Linked DNA regions of Danio rerio: region 2 is linked to region 1. The links are chromatin contacts, called in public HiCAR-type maps. All regions are on one chromosome and are shown on one strand. Each heading gives the region's core, a stretch centred on a gene start, on an enhancer-like site or on the middle of the called end of the contact. The rest is flanking DNA. Distances are from core to core; before and after follow the strand shown.

What was found. HiCAR-type assays count read pairs that join an accessible place to other places.
Region 2: a HiCAR-type map of caudal fin shows a contact between it and region 1, with 4 times the contacts expected there. The contact joins two enhancer-like sites. A contact is called at or near these places in 6 of 18 Hi-C or Micro-C datasets (caudal fin, embryo, gastrula embryo and 2 more) and 1 of 4 datasets of contacts at active chromatin or transcription factors (caudal fin).

What each region holds. Positions count from the first base shown.
Region 1 is chr17:28,672,985-28,675,684 of GRCz12tu, forward strand. It overlaps asap3 (ArfGAP with SH3 domain, ankyrin repeat and PH domain 3), which reads right to left. Exons shown (of 26, transcript NM_001365099.1): 20 at 2,113-2,180; 21 at 1,624-1,728; 22 at 1,300-1,504; 23 at 821-1,040. Among named protein-coding and RNA genes, the nearest start is that of asap3, 41 kb to the right of the region's middle. Within about 2 kb of position 1,432, at least 5 of the 62 cell types and tissues checked have an H3K27ac peak or open chromatin away from gene starts, as enhancers often do.
Region 2 is chr17:28,808,366-28,811,065 of GRCz12tu, forward strand. No RefSeq gene overlaps it. Among named protein-coding and RNA genes, the nearest start is that of id3, 50 kb to the left of the region's middle. Within about 2 kb of position 1,321, at least 34 of the 62 cell types and tissues checked have an H3K27ac peak or open chromatin away from gene starts, as enhancers often do.

The sequences.
Region 1 (2,700 bases), core at 182-2,681:
CATATATGTACACGCATATAACCACACAATCACACACATAATAGTCCTCACATATGCATGCACACACCATACATGCATACATACATACAGTACACCTACACAATATAGATAAAATGCATACACTTCACAAATTGTTGTATTCATACGCAATTTTAAAAACATGTGTCTTAACACGCTTTTTAAAAACATCAATGCTGGGGGATCCTTTTACTTCATTTGGGAGACAATTCCAAATATTTGGAGCATAGTAACTAAAAGAAGTGCCGCCAGATCACATCAGGTTTACAGAGTGAAATTCTAAAAGTCCAGCACTAGAAGAGCGTGGTAACAAACGAGAAGATATTTTGAAGAATGTTCCTATTGACTTCAACTGTAGGTAAAAAAAATGCAATGAAAAACAATGGATTACCAAATCATATAGATCTGTAATAACACAGGAGTGAATAAATGACAGATTTTGTTTAGTTCAGATTTTTTTAGTGAATTATCCTTTAAACCAGGCCCAGACTAGGTCCTGGAGAGGCGGTGCCCTGCAGAGTTTAGCTTCAACACACCTGCCAGGAAGTTTCTAGTTTACCTAAGAACTAGTGGGTTATGTTATTTCTAACTGCAGTTAGAGCTAAATTCTGCAGGACACCGCCCTCTAGAACAGAGTTTGGGCACCCATGCTTTAAACAATACTGATAGCTCATATGTAGTTCATTTTTTTTAATGCAACTGTAAATGACAGTAAAACTAAAATCTACAATAATAATAATGTACAATACTGAGGAAATATCTGGCCTCAAGTTAAAGCAAACGCAGAATTGCATTGACTAACCTGACAGGTCCTCTTTGACTCTGGGGTGAGGTGGAGTGATTTTTGCCCTCTGCCCCTGAGAACGGCTGTCCCTCCCAGAACACGGTCTGTCTCTGTCCTTTAGATGGCCCGGTGCTGTGAGAGCGTGCAGGTGTGGGTCCACAGGGCTCTGGAGGTGTGGTGCTAATTTTCTGAAAGCAACCCGTGGGATGAGAACTCTGGCGGTACGGAGTGTGAGTCTCTGGAATGGAACCCGAAATCTGAGGATCTGAACGTCCTGTGGGGACACATATTACCTATGACCGTGCTGTGGTTTGTCTGGAATAAACCTGCAGGGTTTCTATAGAAATCTACATATGCAACCAGCTCACTTCATCTTTTCAAATAAAATAAAATAATTTTTGTTTGTCTATTCAATTTTGATCAGCTCAACATTCAGCTCTTTTGTCGATGCTTAATTCCAGACTTCAGCAATTAAAGGCTGATAAACAGCATCTTACCTCTCTGTATTGCTTTAGCTGGTAGTGGAGGTGGCATGTGACCACCAGTGGGGGCGCTGTTGTTGGGTGGATTTCGATATAGGAAGTCAATGTTCTCATAGGTTCTGGCTGGACAGCTTTTATTTAAATTCCACGCAGAAGAGCAGTGCCCGTTCACACCAGTAGGGGGAAGTGGAGACCGTGATACTTTAGGATGAGGACTTGCCTAAACAATGACATTGAGCATTTGTATTTAGATTTGGAATAAAAAAAAAAGAGAAATCTGTTTTCCTGAGGACTACTTTGCTAATACAAAAATTCATATAGTATGAAGTCATAACAGACCCTTTCATCCAGATCGTCTTCACTGTCATACATGTCCTGTGGCATCTCCCATGTGTATTCAACATGGATCTGAGAGTTAAACTTCCCACTGTGTGCCAATTCCAACTGAACATACACAAAAAAGATAAGAAATATCATAGCCGGCTCACATGGTTACAGTTTTGACAAGACTGATATAAATAAGATACAGCAAAACAAAAACTTTATAATCAACCATCGGGGACTGCATGACCCCGGCCTTTAATTTGGCAGAAATGATATTAAACTGCATCATTATTGTATGCTTGCTTTATGTGATGATATAATTATATGCAGGGGATGTTGCTTAAGAACACAGTCATATGAGACTTCAGGATATTAAACAGGATAAAGTTTAACCAAGTCAACCTGGAGATAATATCTGTACAAACATGTGCTCGCATACACAGACAAAGCCAATAAAAGCTTTGTATCAGCAGTCTGTGTACGTGTACAACATGTGAAACTCACCAGTTCAATACACTGCATGTGCTGCAGTCTCTTGGCAATGTCAAGAGCCGTCTCGCCCGCAGAGTTCACTACAATAAGAACAATAGAAGATCACAATCAGACAAAAGATTTATTTGTCTACCGAACTACATTCCTGAATGTGTGTCAATCATGCTCATAGTTGCACAGTCTGTTTATATATCTACCCGTCCATCCATCTATCTTATCTATGTACATGTCCATTTATTCTTTCATCCATCCCTCCACCCATCTATCCATCTGACTACCCAACCATTTTTCCACACACCTATCCATTCATCTTTACACCCAACCACCCACCCACCCACCCATCCATCCATCCATCCATCCGTTTATCTATCCATCTATCTATCTATCCATCTGTCTGTCTGTCCGTCCATCCGTCCATCCATCCAGCCAAAAAGGGAAGGAGACAAATGTAACTTTTTTCTATTTATTACAAAACAGTACTGCAAGAAACTTTTGGTTTTAATAAACAAAATGTAAAACCTGTATTTTTAATCAAAATAAAATGAAGAAATAATCAGCTGAATAAAAATAAATTGTAAAATATTCAGTACTGTAAAACAT
Region 2 (2,700 bases), core at 71-2,570, 140 kb after region 1:
CATTAGAAACAAACAAATGGTCAACCAAAAACTAACTCAGGTTTATACAAAGAGCGGCCTAAACAAAATACATACATTCCTAATATATGAGTCCCATTTCACCCTCAATACATTGCAATTACTGTAGTATAAATACAGCACTGCAACATACAAAAGCGAGAGATCTACTTAGAATGTCACTCACCAATTTTATAATGTTTTGATCAGCTGTAGTTTGAAAATACGCCAATCTTTTCTCCTCTAAGGGCTTATTATGTGGTCTCTGTCGCCATCTTGTGAATGGACAATGTCAACCGTCTTTGCTCAGCTCAAAAACAGGCTGAAGGCTGCCGATGCACTGTATCTCAGAAATGATACCCATTTAAAATAGGCACTATACTTTTATTTATTTAAAAGTATAGTGCCTATTTTAAATGGGTATCATTTCTGAGATACAGTGCATCGGCAGCCTTCAGCCTGTTTTTGAGCTGAGCAAAGACGGTTGATGCAATAGATGCAATCTAAACAACTGCATTCTTGCCCAGAAAAAACCTTAAAGTTACATTATGTTGTCCAACAGCAGCAATATTTGTCAAACTGTAGTGAGTTTATTGATCTGCTGTCACGCTATGTGGGCAATACAGAAGAGTGAGGAAGCTGTACGTGTTCTGAGATTGCAGAATATTGCATGACTATCAGCAAATCAGACAAGACTGTTGTTTAAATATATAACACAATACAGTGCAGAGGATAATTCTAAACATAGGTGAATAAAAATACTTTAAATAACCAGATTATGTTGTTTCATTTGTAGTTTTTTTTTTATTGTGAGAAACTGCATGATTTTGCCACGTTTCTCCCATTTTCATTGCAATTTCTTTCGAACTCATTTAAATCTCTAAGAGTTTTGTTGCTTGTATAGGAACTCTATGCCAAACTCGAACCCTTCCTAACAAATTTTACAGCACTGCTTAATAATAGTCACATTGTCAAGATCAGCCATTATAATAAACACATTTACTCCAAGGTCGCACTGTGCTTTTTTGGCCTATAAATGGTCAGTTCAACATGGGACTCAACCGAGTACCATTATTTCACCACACTATTAAGGTTTAAATGTTTCTCATACACAACAGAAACCCTTATTAGTGACACCAGAGTGACCTCTAACAAAACACCAACAGGCAAACCAGTTTATTCGCCTTCTGGAGTCCTAGCTTATAAAGATTCATGACCTTTGCCCTTTTAGTAACAACACCACACACACACAACCACTCTCTCTCTCTCTCTCTCTCTGAGGGGAATATCAGAGTGTGTCATCGTGTCCGGTCGACACACACACACACACACACACACACACACACGTGCATGTGAGTGACTGAGTGACTCTCCACTGCACCTGTGTGTGTGAGAGAGTCTCAAGACAGGAAACACAGAAATAACTGCCGAGTGTCTTCATCCTGTGTGTGTGTGTGTGTGTGTGTGTGTAAGAGAGAGAGGGAGGAGTCAGTCAGACACTTGCACCTGGACAGTTTGGCTCTGTCACACTCGCTGCCTTCATACTGTTCGCTCAGAGTCACCATCAGACGCAGAAGGAGAGATGGAGGGAGGATTAATACAGGCACAGAAAAACATTTTTGTTTTAGCAGGGTCAAAAATTGACTGTTGGACTCACCTGTCAATGAATGACAACAGAGGAAAAAGTACCGAAAAATCATCCACAAGTAAAGGTACCATTACTTGCCAAAAAATATAGTAGAATAGTTCAAAAGTAAATAAATGCATCTGTTCTAAATACTACAGCAAAAGCAAAAAGTAAGTATTCTAAAAAGCTCAATTTAATATGAGAACACACACAATACAATAACAAACTTGCCTATAATAAGCCAATAAAAAGCGTTTACATGCCGAGCAAAATTTGTGTAACCATAAATGGCAAAAATCTAGCTGTGATGTTATGTTACGGCTTAGGTTATACAGTATGAACTTTGACTAAGAAGCTATGAGTGTCCAGCAGTTGGCACCACAAACCAGCACTGATAGAATAGGCCTGCATGTAATGTGTCCACATGTTTGAAAACGTAACATTCTGTAGTGCATTTACTTATCGTTTAAGGCCATTTGGCGATTTCAGTCATCACAGGGATCCTTCATCTTTTCATAAGGGATATGCAGTCTAGCTTGGTGGCTTAGGTGTTAGCACTGTAGCCTCACAGGAAGAAGGTTACAGGTTCGATCCCCAACTGGAATTTCTGTGTGGAGTTTGCATGTTCTCGTGTTTGCGTGGGTTTCTCTGGGTGCTCCGGTTTACCCCACAGTCCAAAGACATGTGGTGTAGGTGAATATAATAATCTAAATTAGCCGTAGTGTATATGTGTGAATGAGAGAGTATGAGTGTGTCACAGTACTGGGTTGCAACTGGAAGGGCATCTTCTGCGTAAAAACATATAGTAGTTGGCGGTTCATTCCGCTGTGGCAACCTCTGAAAGATCAGAGACTATAGGAAAATGAATAAATATGCATACTAATCAGTCTCTTGATTGTCTTGTGATATGATTTTTCTATGAAAAATTTGATTGGATGGCAACCGTTGGATTGATTATTATGCCAATCACAGTAGACAAGGAAAACATAAGTAGAGACTGTGAGTTGAATGAAAGCAGTGGAGTAAATGTACTGGTACAAAACTACTTAGTAAAGTACAGTTCCAGAGAAAAAGTA